Regions from separate parts of the Gossypium hirsutum genome. Here region 2 is linked to region 1. Evidence: chromatin contacts called from public Hi-C data. All regions are on one chromosome and are shown on one strand. Each heading gives the region's core, a stretch centred on a gene start, on an enhancer-like site or on the middle of the called end of the contact. The rest is flanking DNA. Distances are from core to core; before and after follow the strand shown. Region 1 holds the start of LOC107949829 (NAP1-related protein 1). Region 2 holds the start of LOC107949827 (protein PHYTOCHROME KINASE SUBSTRATE 3).

Evidence for each region. Hi-C and Micro-C count contacts between places; a contact is called where the count stands out from the background.
Region 2: a contact with region 1 is called in a Hi-C map of leaf, with 2.1 times the contacts expected there. The contact joins the promoter of LOC107949827 here to the promoter of LOC107949829 in region 1. A contact is called at or near these places in 4 of 34 Hi-C or Micro-C datasets (hypocotyl, leaf and petal).

Annotation. Positions count from the first base shown.
Region 1 is chrD03:37,899,523-37,907,022 of Gossypium_hirsutum_v2.1, forward strand. LOC107949829 (NAP1-related protein 1) reads right to left here and starts at 3,824. Exons shown (of 10, transcript XM_016884601.2): 1 at 3,280-3,824; 2 at 2,513-2,635; 3 at 2,358-2,408; 4 at 2,117-2,188; 5 at 1,852-1,962; 6 at 1,702-1,763; 7 at 1,079-1,139; 8 at 936-992; 9 at 784-828. The coding sequence starts at 3,408.
Region 2 is chrD03:38,033,563-38,041,062 of Gossypium_hirsutum_v2.1, forward strand. LOC107949827 (protein PHYTOCHROME KINASE SUBSTRATE 3) reads right to left here and starts at 3,533. Exons shown (of 2, transcript XM_041090065.1): 1 at 2,019-3,533; 2 at 1,613-1,922. The coding sequence starts at 2,944. The coding sequence ends at 1,910. LOC107949826 reads right to left here. Exons shown (of 3, transcript XM_041089889.1): 2 at 7,271-7,500; 3 at 7,031-7,036. The coding sequence ends at 7,031.

The sequences.
Region 1 (7,500 bases), core at 2,574-5,073:
TCCAGATTATAAACATCTCCATTCTGAAACCTGAATCTCTAATTTAGTCAAATATGATACACTGGACGACAACCATTCTTTCTCTACATGAAATGTTCTCCAAAAACTTACCTTAAGCATCTCAAATTATATTCTCAGACACCTATCACCTGCAATCTCAAAGTGCTTCTTCATCCAATATAAGATTTTGACCATATTGAATTGGGTGGAGAGTTCTAGAGCTAAACTTGTCAGAGATAATCTAAAAGGCACTCGTATAGAACAAGATTCACATATCAAATTGCACTCATTTGATTACGGTTAACCTCTTGCCCCATATTGCTCTATGAGGCATTCAAGTATTCTTGGGCCAAAGCATAGAACAAATTTTTTTGAGATACATAAATCACAAATCTCACTCCTATCACTATCCAGTTTCAGAGGGATTCTCCAGGATTAATATGGAAAGCATAGAAATCGTAATATATTTACATAAACAAGTAGGATTACAAGAATTTTAACAAAAACCAGCACCTTGTAGGACTATCCATACAGAGTAGAAATTCTGAGTTAATATAATGCATTATAAAGAGGAATAGTAATTTACTGCATAAACTATATCATCTTCAATAACCAACTAACATATGATTATTAGAACGGTTTAAGAGTTAAGTCTATGAACAAGTAACCTCAAACCTACACGAGTGCATTTTTTTCTGAAAGAAATAACAAACACAGTAAAAATGGGACATGAAAGAAAGTATTCAGTTTCCCAAAGAAACGAAAAACAGAAAAATAGTATACCTCTTCATCACCTTCATCTCCGTCAAAATCCTCTTCACCGGCCTCCTGCATCAAGAAAGTTCCAATAACAATTAGCAAAGGGAAACAAAACATGATCACGAAAAACAGTATGTACAACAAATCATGAGAAGCAGGAGGAAAAAAGAGGTTACATTGTTGAAATAAGTGAGAGGATTGGGCCATAAATCCTCCTTGATAATCTCTGCTACCTGCAGTGTTCATCAAATGAAAGCTTAGACCAGCGCTGTTACAGAATGAGTAAAATAAACTAATAGTACATGCATAGAGAATTTACCTCATCATGAATTTCATCCATGTCATCTTTTTGCTGAGCATCAGCAAACCAGGTAAAGAAGCTGTGTTATATGTTGATAAAATTTAGCACAATACAGAATTGGTTTGCAGTGTGACTCATAAATGAAGGATCAAATACAAGTGGCATAAATGCATATGAACTTCACAACATATTATAAGAAATTTCAAATATGTACATGCATATATATATAAATACATAGCAGTTATAGAAACACCACCAGTATTGTCAGAAGCGGACTGGACCAGCCGGTTGAACTGGGAACCAGTGGTCCAACCAGTTTGACAATGATATATAACCACGAATAGAGCAAACTGCTATGAACCGGAAGAAAACTGGGAACCATGACCAGAAAAAGGCAGTCCAATCAGTTATGTTTTTTTTAACTTTTATTATTTATTTAACTATTGCTCAACTGGTTGGACTAGTAACCGGCTGTCTGACCAGTCCAACCACCGATCCAACTCTTATAACATAGCACGCCACACAAAGTGACTGCATTTCACAGCATGGAGTGATGGAGATATTAATAAACTGATCTCAAGTTTTATGTTACTCAAGTCCTAAGCCTGAGAAAAATTGACTGATGGGTATGATAAACAAACCTTTCTTCGGCAAGTTGTCGCTTGTTTCCTTTTTTCTCATGATTAACTCCATTTGGCAAGCCCTTAACATTTAAGGAAAATAATTTCATATGATATCCAAGGAAAACATAAAACAAGAAGCAGGATAGTCATCAAAAGAGAAGGTCTTACCTTGCCCTCTTTCCACTTGATTGGGGTAGCAGTAATTTTGGTTCCATCATCAAGGAAGGTAAAGGTCTTTGTAAGCTTTGTATTTTCAAAGTACGGATTGGAATTAAAATTCTGAAAAATTATAATAAAGCCGGTCAACAAATCATCAGATATATTAGAGTATGAATTATGTTTCTTCTAACAGTAGTTCAATGCAAGCAAATGAAATTAAGAGCAACTTCAATCACCAAAAATAAGGTAAGAATAGGAATATGAATAAACTTACAAATGTGATAGTGTATCCAGATTTCAGATCTTTAAAATCCTCCACTTCAAGTGAGTTAATATATTTGAATATCTACCAAGAATAATAATTGAAAATAAGAAGATCAATAAATAAGAAAGAATTCACAAAATTCAGGCAAACATCAAGAAACATCTATAAAAAACAAAATCAAAAATCAATGTTGGAAAGTAAAATAAGCGCAAAATGATAAGTTCATTTTGGGAAAGAAGTGACATTAAACCTTCTGATCCTCTTCAGTCAAAAGATCACCAAGAGCAGGATGGCTCAAGAACTGCACATGAAGAATGCAAGTCAATTTAATACATTCTTCTGAACATGTAAACAAATTTAACAAATTGTTCACCATATTAAGAACGGAAGAACAGAATAACTTACAGCTGTTAACCAGAAATCAGGAATTGAATTGATGATTTCATTCCGCTTATCATAGACCGGTTTGCGAACTTCATTGTATTTCTGCTCCACTTCCAAGACTTTCTCACTTGCCTCTTCATTGATCTACAACCAAAAAAACAGAACCGAAAAGCTTACAATCAGAAACACCACATGTGACATTTACCACTTCATCTGTACGCTTGTATGCAAGCATAGCCACATTAAATCACCTGCCTCGCAATAAGACATAATAATCCAAAGTAACTTCACAAATAAAAGAAGAAATCAAAATTGTGCTTAACAAAGCTAGGGGACACTTAGATACACGGAAGAAAACATTAAAGGACTCAATCATACTACAAAGATGATCAGATGCAAGAATTAACAATCAACATTAGATCACCAAATAAATATACATATAAAACAAAGCTTAGCACAATAATTCAGATGAACCCAACATAAAAACAGCATACAAAGCCGATAAAGTACAAATATTAACGACCAGAGCAGTAAATTTTAAACATTTATTTCATCGACCCGCAATTGAAATTACAGCAAATACAATACTTTGACACTTAAAACATCATTCAATTAACATTATACCATAAAAAAACACAAGGAAATCCAAATTTTTTATTTAAAAAATTCTAAAATTTGCTAATTTTCCAGCTCATACACCTTAAACAAGGGAGAAATGAGAAGAAAAAGGAAATCAGCATATACACGCATTATATAAATGAAAAAGCGGCATGTAGATAAAAATGGACCTTCTCAAGCTCGCCTTGGATCTCTTGAAGCTTCTCGATGGAAATGACGAGGTCTCCATCTATTTGATCATGGTTCTCTTCCTCTACTTTCTCTGCTACTTTCATCTTCTTTCCTTTGTCGGCCACCATTTTCTAAACCCTAGAGAACAATATAATAAAACCCTAATCCTAAAAATTTCTGCCTCTTCTCTCCTCTCTCTCACTTTTGCTCCCTTTCTCTTTAAAACCCTAGTTCTGTTTTTCTTGTGTTTTCCCTCTGATATCTACGGGGACAAAAGCGAGTGAGTGAGTGAGTGAGTGAGAGAGAAAGAGTAGAGAATGCTAGGGTTTTGGGAGTTTATATCTGTTCAGTTGGGAGCTGACACCTGTAATGAGGCTACTAAGGTCATTTAATTGTGAGATGTTGAGGGTAGTAAGGGTAATTCAAGGATGGATTCGGATATTTTTGAGTTCTGATGTTCGGAAACAGAATCTTTCTGCGTGCCTTGCGGTAGGTAGTACTTCAACCCATTGTGTCCATAGATAAGGTTGGTTGGTTAGTTTACATTACAAACTTTGATATCTTTGTATAAATATAAAAAAAAACTAATGCCACTTTATTTTTATTTAATTTTAACCTTTCAAATCTTTATATTTTATTATTATATTTAAATTAAGAATTATAAGGATAACATTTGGGATGTAAATTTAGACAAATCTTCTAATGTGGTACCTAAATTTTTCAAAAAAATTATTTTTACATTTGATAAACAGTGATAATTTTTAACCTATTGAAGCACGTGATCCAATGATAAGATTTCATGTGTCATTGTACGTAAAGTTATTTTTGTATTCAAGTAATTCAAGGGACTTAAAGCTAATTATACCAATTCTATTTTTGAGGAAAAAAATCTCTAGAACATTGCCTTTTTCGCATTCTCAACTTTTCGTGTCATCTTTTCTTCTCTGCTCCTTTAATCAATTAAAAATCGAGTTGTAACATAGTGTTACAACAAAGTAGGTAAGTACTCCTAGGATCGTACCCAAGGGAGGCGAGTGCTAGATCTATTCTAACCTAAACACTAAAAGACCTAATTAGTACTGTAACACCCCGAACCCGAGACCGTCACCGGAGTCGAACACGAGGTGTTAACAGACTTTAAACCACTTATAAAAAAAAATTCCCAGACACTGCCAATCTGCGTACTAGTCGCTTTAAAAATCATATCTTGAGTTCAGAAACTTGGAATCCAGTTCCGTAAATTTTCCCTGAAACTAGACTAATATGCCCATCTACATATTTTTTTCTAGAATTTTTGGTTGGGCCAATTAGTACAGTTTATTAGTCAAAGTCTCCCATGTTACAGGGATCGACTACACTGACCTTTGCGCATTACGACTTGGATATCTCCCTGTACAGGGCTTCAATACTGATGTCGTTTGTTTCTATAGAAACTAGACTCAAAGAGGAATCTATACATATATGGCATGACTCCTAATTATCTCTGGTTAATTTATAATGAATTTCCAAAGTCGAAACAAGGAATCCAGAAACCGTTCTGGCCCTGTCTTACGAGAACCTGAATATCTCTTAACATACTGTCCATATGATCGTTTCGTTACTTTCCTATGAAAATAGATTCATCAAGGTTCGTTTACATAATTTATTCACTATTTAATTTCATTCCTACTATTTTTAGTGATTTTCCAAATCTACATCACTGCTGCTGTCAGCATCTGCCTTTAAGGTAGACTTTACCTATTTCATAGTTTCCATGATTCAACTAGCCCTTTTAGCATAAATAGCACAATTTATGATAGTGATTAACCATTCCCATGGCCAATCCTTGTTAAGCATATCCACACCTCTCAATAACCATATTCATACCAAATGATTATAACATTATACTCAAACATATATAAGCCATTTTCGCATGGCTATCCAAAATTATACAAGTCCAAAGGGTCCATGACCCACAACAAAAGGGTAGTCCTATACATGCCATTTCGAAGTTCAACCAAAATTGTACCAAAAGGGGGCTTTGATAGTGTGGGCGACTTCGACTTCAAAATCCCGAGTCCGATAGCTGGAGAACCAAAATCTATAAAACAGAGAATCAAGGAGACGGAGTAAGCAATTTATGCTTAGTAAGTTTTGAGCAAGGGATTCCAGCACAACAAAAGTATAGCATTCATGTAGCTAAATGGATAATTTCATATGCACAATTTTTCAATATCATACTTACTTCACATTACCAACCCTTTTATTCATACACAAAGATCAACTTAGCCAAAGGCCGGTAGCTCATTTATCAACTGAGCGAATACTTATTTGTAAGGGCTCAACTAATTCAAAGCACATACGAAACATACCTCAATGTTGGGATGTTTCAAGCGTATTAACTGAAATTTTTACAGCAAGATCATTCATTCCCAAATCACGTACCTTCGGAATTTAACCGGATATAGCTACTCGTTCAAATGCCTTCGGGACATAGCCCGGTTATAGTAACTCGCACAAATGCCTTCGGGACTTAACCCGGATTTAGTAACTCGCACAAATGCCTTTGGGACTTAACCCGGATTTAGTAACTCGCACAAATGCCTTCGGGACTTAACCCGGATTTAGTAACTTGCACAAATGCCTTCGGATCTTAGTCCGGATTTAGTAACTCGTACAAATGCCTTCGGATCTTAGTCCGGATATAGCACAAAGCCTTCGAGACTTAGCCCGGACATCATTCAAATAACCATGCACATTTAACAATAAATCATGGCACATTCGTATTTCATTTTCGTTAGCAAAACTCAAACACAAGACTCTTATCATTCTTGCAATTTCGGCTCAATAGCCACACACAAAGAGCATGATTTTGATTTGCTTAAAACATGATCTAATCAAATCATAATTTAAGCTCTTTTACTCAAGAACTTACCTCGGATGTTTTCGAACGATTCCGATAGCTATTCGACCACTTTTTCCTTCCCTTTATCGGATTTAGTTCCCCTTTGCTCTTGAGCTTAATTAAACAAATAAATTGATTTAATCATTTGAGCATCGAAAAGAGGAACACAAGGCACTTAGCCCATATTTATACATTAGACATTAAAGTCACATATGTACGGAATCATGAATCAAACTCAACATTTTAGCTAATTTTCCCCTTGGCCGAATTTTCTAAGCCAAGACAAAAGCATCAATATTCTTGCCTCTAACCGAATACATGCAACACCAATCTTCTTCCTATGGCCGAATATGCATGTCTATGTTAGGGCCGATTGCAACACTTAATACATTCTACAAGTATGGTCACTTGTATTGACTAAACACCATTTTGTTTCAAGTTCAAAACTTGGCTAATACACACATATATACACTAGTAAAGCATCCTCTCCCTTTCCATCAATTTAACACATGCATTACTCATTAATATACAAAAATTATATTCGGCCTTAGCACACAACTTGCTAGCCGATTCTTCTCCATCTAGCAACTAATGCACATATGTGCTCATTCGTTAGACTCTACTTCATCTAACAACAACCATATTTTTCCCTTCTACTTCCTACCATGGCCGAATGCATCACAACACCATACCATTTCAATTTTTGGTCATGGTTAAACAAAGAACTTAATGTCTCACTCAAAAATGCTAAAAAGAAGATTCAAGAATCATCAATCCACCATCACATGCATCATTAACAAGCTTCATATTTAGCATGCAATGGCATTAACACAAAATCCACCTAGGCCGAATATCATTCCCATGACATAGCAAAGATTTGAACCATGGGCTAATTAGAACTCAAGCTAGCAACTAAAAACATGCATGAATCTCATGGCACAACCTCAAACATACCTTAATCTAGATACAAGTATGGCCAAACCTCCTCCTAATCCTCTTCCAAACCAAACATGAAGCAAGAACTCCTTCCTCCTTCCTTAGAATTTTCGGCCAAAAGAAGATGAAAAAGGATGAACAAAATTTTTTTCTTTTCTTTTCTTTAACTCACGGCAAAAGGGGGGGCATGGATGCGACCATTCTTTTTTTTTCATCACTCCTCCCTTTCATTATTTAATTACCATGCTCATTATTTTATTGTTTCCACCCATGATGCACCAACACAACATGTCTATGACATGTCTTGCCCATCACACTTGGTCTACCATACTTGTCATGGCCGGCCACTACTAATAGAGGGGGGAAATTGACATGCAAGTCCCCCCTTTTTCAACAAGCA
Region 2 (7,500 bases), core at 2,283-4,782, 130 kb after region 1:
TAAAAAGGGATTATGTATTGAATTTGATAATTTCAACCATAAATAAAACAATTAATAGATGTGGAATGCCTCTGTTTTAAAAGATGAAAATTTTGGCTAGGAAATTTAGGGTCTGTTTGATTACCAGTAAAATATTTTCTGTAAAATGATTTCTGGAAAATGTTTTACTTTTCTGTAAAATGATTTACTAGAAAATATTTTCTGGTGTTTGATTGAATCTGTATAAAATATTTTCTGCTGCTTGGCAGATTTTTTGAAAATATTTTTCGAAAAAGCTGTTTTTACATATATTAATATATATTAATAAATTTTTATATTTTAAATTATTTTTACATATATTGCAATGATTTATTTATAATAATACTCAATTATTAAGCTACAATATTAATTGTTATAAATTGAAAAAACTAAATATCAAATAAATTATTTGTAATTGTGTTAAAAAACAAGTATTGAATAATTAAAAAACAAGTTACTGGAAAATCGATAAACAGAAGTAGTTTTCTACCGGAAATGAAGGAAGGAATGAACGAGGCGATAGAGAGGAGAGCACGGAAAATGTCTTACGGAAATTGAAAGGGTAAGACATTTTTCCTAAATTGTAACCCATTTTTCCTTGTTTTGGAGTTCATTTTCCAAATGGAAAATGTTTTCCCCCAATCAAACGCTGAAAAAGTTGGAAATGATTTTCCGAAAAATCAATTCCGTCAATCAAACAGACCCTAATTGTAAATGTGAAAGGTTAAATTTATTGAATTATTTAGAATTAAGGTCAAATTGATAAAATGTGTAAGCATTGAGAACTAAATGTGTTATTATACTACTTAAAAAAAGGTTTTTCGTTATCAATTTAATGGCAAGTGACCAAAATTAATAGGAATGAATTCAAACGTTAGTGGTTAAATTAAAAAAAATTTAAAACTGAATAACCAAAATAGGAACGCAAGCATAGTTAGGTGACTATTTGTACAATTTACCTGAAGTTCTGTTACTTGTGTATACATATGGAAATCATAAATTTAGAACATAAGTGTGCATTTAAAGATAAGAAATAAGAAATAATGAAATGTTATATTTGAAACTAATAATAATAACACATATGCAATATTTATGAAATTAAAATTTAAAAAAATTAATTTAAATTGTGAGTAAAAAGAAATTTAAATAGGCAAATACATTAAATTAAAAATATTAAATACACTCTAATTGTTTATCAAGACATTGACATTTTCTTTCAAGTTGACTTGTGACATAAACTCAATCAATAAAATTATCAATAGATACAAATAATGCGAGTGAAACAATCTGTATGATAACATTGAAAATATTGTATAAAAAAATCAAAATAAAGCTTTGATTATATAAACAATCATATAATTTTAAGAAAAAAACCATAAGGTTATTATCAAAATTGTATATATGGTTTTGATAAGTTAACAAAAATTTTATATACCAAATATTCTTTACCTGAATACATACTAATAGTTTTTATTAATAAATGTTTCTAAATTGATTTAAGATGTTAATTTTAATAAAAAACTTAATTACTAAATAAATTAATTACATAAAACATGCATTACGACATTTTAAGCTATTCACGTAGAAGTACTGATATTTCGATTTTAATATATATATATATATATATATATATAAGATTACAAATGCAACATACAATAGATGACAAGAACATGGGAATGGGAGATTTGAAGACATGATATTATATGCCACTTTTTCCGTCATCATGTTTTAGGATCTTCAGTTTGGAACACAAACAACAAATGCCAACGCAAAGTTGTATGTTTGTAGTCTCTCAAGTGAGGCAAAGACTGCTTCTTCAAAAGCAACTTGGCTTTAATCCTGTACAGAACCTCCAAACCATGATTGTCCCCGCTCCCCCAGTACAATTTCATTATGCCATTCTGCTAAAATTAGCTAAATAATAATGCCATGTTGGAGATTATATGCAATACTTTAGAGCAATTACATAATTAAATACGCCAATTAGGAAAGTAATTTACCATCTCTTTCTATATGCAGTACTTTCAGCCACCATGACTGCTTTGTGTCTTCGGCACCCCAATATCCCACCTGATCGGCTTCTTTGAGCCTCTTTGACGGTGGTTTTTGATGCCGGAGCTCTAATACTTTTCGCTGATTTCGTTTCATCATCGTAACCTGAAACAAATGAGCAGTCAGCTGCAGTACTGGCAGTGACCACACTCCATTGAATGCTGGTCTCGCTTGGTGCATATGGGGTCATCTCACCATCGCCTAATATGTTGCCTATCTCAAAGAGATCTGAGCTACCTTCACTATGTTCATCATCATCATCCCCTAGAAGCCTGCTTTTGTATATAGATGAAATGGTTGGGGCATTTGGAAAGGCATCCCATGTTAACATACACAGTTTCCTCTCAAGGTTCTTGGCTATGTCTCCTTTGTTCATACCACTGGATCCGAACACTTCCAGGGATTTTCGTGGATCGAAACTCTGGGTGTCAAACTCATCTTCCACCTTAAAATTTGCTTGAACCAGCTTCGTTCCGTCCATGTCTATAGGCCTGTGATCGGTTCGAATGTGTTCTTTGCTGTAATCCTTTCCATGAACAACGTTTTGATTGAGATAAACAGATTTCCCATCTGAAGAGGACCCGCTGCTACCAAGACTGGAGAAAAAGCTCCTTCCATCGACCTTGGTTCGCCTGTTTTCGGATCGACTCCTTGTAAAATTCGGTAACGAAACAGATTGGATGTTCCAACTGGTTTCTGAACTTGCACTAAGAGTCATATGATGAAGATCGATTTGGTTCGAATACTTGTCATAAAGCTTGGGACACTCACCATCATCGAGCTCCATGTTGAAGTATTTTTCGGCACCGAAGACACCGATTTCACCCTCTTCGATCTCATCTCTTGGTTCCGGATGCTGATTCGCAGGCTCCATAGGAAAACTCTAAACGAAAGTTTATAGGACGAGGACACACCGGATTTAACTCGGTTGATTTATGCAATTCAAGATTCGAGGAAGGACCGGCAGATCAGTTGGCATGAATTATGTATATGTAGAGGCACAGGGGCAGGGGTAGGGGTAGGGCTGCAACGTTCCATGTTTTAATGAGGTGGGGCATGGATTAACAAATCATCTCGTAGATTATATATTTGAACCAATTTAATGACATGGGGGAATTATCTTTCATTTAGTTTTCGACATTATGCACCAATAGTTGATGATAATTGGTATATATGGATGGTGTGGTGACAAGTGGAACATGGCTGCAGTTTGAGGTCACCCACCAATGATTGTACTAATGCAGGCCTCTATAGATATAGAAGCGCAACTGTATTTTCAGGGATTAAATATTTGACAGTCAAGAGCTTCCTCATTTGACTGTTTATAATTCCATCACTCCGTCGATGTTGTAAATAGGACACAGGAATATTATCCTCATCATCTGCCATTCTTGTATTCTATTTCTTTCACGTCAGAAAACTTTTTACTTCGATAAGCTCCTTCATTTCATCTACGAGCAAAGACAGAATTGTGGGATGGGTCGAAATAAAATTGGAAAAAAAAATTCTAGAGGTTTAAAGGGAATATATTGAATTATTACTATTTAAAAGAGACTAAAGTTATAATGGTATAATTTAACCTACAAGCCAAGACCCATGGCACATTGATATGCCCTGGATGGTAAAATAGTTGGGTAATTATTATTATATATTATAATATATTTAATTTTAACATAATATGTAAAAACAACTCAATCTAATATATCATAAATTTAGAAAACAAATAAAGTTGCACTAAGCCTTGAATTTTTTTAATATAATATTTTTGTTAAAATTTTTACGGACTTTCAAGTTTGTACGAGTGTATCAATATTATTTGATGTTTTATATATATATATGAAATGTTAATATTTGAGTTTTTTTTTTTTTTGTTCTACAAGTCTCTTTCTTTAGAACACTTGTCATCCTCTAATTTTGATTATAGAATCTAAACTCCACTAGCAGCCTAACAATATTTTCTCATTTTCTTTTTATCATGTCGGAAAACTTGATTGGGTATTTCAAATGAAGATCTTAATACAAAAAAAAATGTTCGTTTTAAGGATCCCACAACAAACATTGAAAGTTTTATGGCTGTGGATTCGACTCCAATGCCGCTGGAGTCATGGAAAGATAAATGGCTGAGAAGGGGAAATCATGGCTCTACCGGAGAGGAGGATCTTGAGTTATTAGAGGGCGATGTCACGAAGACTACGATTAATGGAGTTCCCACGACCAACTTCTCTAAGAGAATCCAACAGATTTTGATTAGAGACATGGCAACCACGGTGGTGGTGAAATTGTTGGGATGTAATTTAGCCTATTCCACACTGCAAAATCGAATCCTTAAGTCTCTGGAAGCCTTCACATCACGTTGAGAATGACTATTATCTAGTCAAATTTCAGAGTAAGGACGATTATGAAAAGGCGCTCACTCAGGGGCCGTGGACTGTCTTTGGACAATACCTCACGGTTCAACCGTGGAGTCCAGATTTCAATCCCCTTCAGCCGTTCCCGAATCATGTCATGGCTTGGGTTCGTTTTCCTAGTTTACCGGGGGTCTTTTATAAGAGGAAAATTTTGGAAGAAATCGGCAGTCTAATTGGTAAGGTGACTAAACTTGACTTTTTATCAATCTAAACAAACCGCTCATACCACATGTTTTGATCAACGGCATGGTGCAACGCGTTGAATACGAGTTGCTGCTGGCGGTTTGCTTTTTGTGTGGCCGATATAGCCACGTGCGTGATCTTTTCCCTTCCAAAGAAACTGTGATGGATGGTGAAATGGCCAAAGAAGCAGTCATAGTGGACTTACCGGAGAAGGAGAAGATGAAGGAGTCGCCGGAATCGTTTGGACCATGGATGTTCGTTGAAAGAAAATCTCGGAAGAATTCAAGGGGTAATGAGAATCTAACAACAAAAATATTGCCTAAACAAGGGATGGGCTTCTGATTTAATGTTTTGTCGAAGATTGGAGATGGCATGAATGGAGCGATAATGGAGGAATTTTCGTGGGTCATGTCCCATATAGGAAAATTTAAAAAAAAAAAAAGTCACTTTCACAAATGGGGGAATCGGCTAAGGAGTAGCCTGTTTTAAGCAAAGTAGGCCAGTCTTATGGGCCTGTTGGTAACGTTGATGTGATGGAGGGCAACGGACCAGGATTAATAGAAATAAGAACCCATTCAAGGCCCACACACGAAAGTCCAGGTAAGCTTTCTGATCCAATTGAGATTGCTTTAAAATTTGACTTACACCACGTTTGGTTCGCTTTATTGGGTTATAAGTGTAATGGAATAGAGGTGTAATAAAAAATCAACTGTTTGGTTGAATGTAATGGAATAGAGGCGTAATGAAATAGAGGTGTAATAGCAAATCAACTGTTTGGTTGAATGTAATGGAATAGAGGCGTAATAATAATCTTGTGTTTGGTTGAATGGAATAGAGGTGTAATAGCATAATGGAAAAAACTAAAATGACTAGAATACCCTTAGCATAAATTTGTTTTGGTAAATGATTATTGTTATTGTTATTTAAATTTTAATAAGATTATTATTATCAATAATAAATAATTTAATCATATTTAAACATAATTATTATTAAACATATTTTAATTAAAATATATAATTTAATAAAATTCTTAATAATTAGCAAAAATTTGTTTTGGTAAATTATTATTGTTATTGTTATTTAAATTTTAATAAGATTATTAATATCAATAATAAATAATTTAATCATATTTAAACATAATTATTATTAAATATATTTTAATTAAAATATATAATTTAATAAAATTCTTAATAATTAATATTCTTATATGAATTTACTCAAATCATAATATATGATACTGTAAAATATAAATTAAAATAATTATTATTAAATATATTATAATTAAAATATATAATTTAATAAAATTCTTAATAATTAATATTCTTATATGAATTTACTCAAATAATAATATATGATACTGTAAAATATAAATTAAAATAATTATTATTAAATATATTATAATTAAAATATATAATTTAATAAAATTCTTAATAATTAATATTCTTATATGAATTTACTCAAATCATAATATATGATACTATAAAAGAAAATTCGAAATAATTAATATTAAATATATTTTAATTAAAATATATGATTTAATAAAATTTAAAATAATTATAACTAATAAATTATATTTTATGAATTTGTATAATTTAAAATAATAATTATTACATATAATTTAATAATAATATATAATTTCATAAAATTCTTGATAATAAATTTTCTTATATGAATTTATACAATTTAAAATAATTAATATTAAATATAATTTAATAGTGATATATAATTTCATAAAATTCTTAATAATAAAATGTTCTTATATGAATTTACTAAAATCAATATATAACTTGAGAATTATATTCTACATAAACATAATTAACTTATATTAAGAAAAGGTTAGATGAAAATGAAATTGTACATCATAATCCATATGTTATATAGTTTTACAACATCAAAAAGTTTGAACATTGATATTTAATGGTGAGAAAGAAATCTTCTGACCCATTCCAATCGGGCAACAGAAGGTAAACTAAAGAAAACGATCATTTGAGTTGGATGATCGGGAATTTTACTCAAAGCATCATACCGCTGATCGTCGGTTAAACCTTCAATTGACCATAAGGCTGAATATAAATTTGAAGCTTTCTCTTCCATCTTTTGATGTTCTTCTGACTTCTGCTGAATTACCACCTCGGAGGCAATACTCCTACTGATTTGATCGCCAACGGCCTTGATGTTTTCGGCCAACAAAGTGGCAGCCTCATCAAATGAAGAATACACATTATCACGAGCATCAAATTTCTTCTTTCTCTTGTTTGAAGATGAGGAACCCCTTTGGTCTCTATCTCTTCGCGGATCCGTACTAGAAACATCCATGTCGTCTAAAGAGACGTCAGCTTCGCAGTCATAGAATGTGTTTCTCTCTTCATTCATATCTATAGTACGTACATACTCAGCATGTATTTCTTCAAGAACATCAGCAGCTGTTTGAGCGTCTTTCCCAGTCGCTCGATCTCTTGCGTATATGGCAGTAAGCTGGTTGTAGCAAGGAAAAGAACGATGTCTGAACTGAGAGGCTTCTTTGTGACTCTAAAAAAAATGATTAATTCATATTAGTTATAAGTTTTGTAAAAACACAAATAAATACTTGAAATACATTTTACCTTTACATAGGATTCCCAAACTGTATTTTCAGCAACAACGAGCTGCCTATGCTCGTCCCAACCAAAACCGCTATTGTTTTGGCCATTAAGCATGTCATAGACGACTGACCATTCCCTTTTTAGGCAACTAATCCGAGATTCAATATTTGGTTTCGCCTTCAACATTGCTCTTGGTAAAGCCTTTTCTAGCATTTTCTCTAGCTCGTTCAAATAACCGGCTTTGAACCCGGTATCAA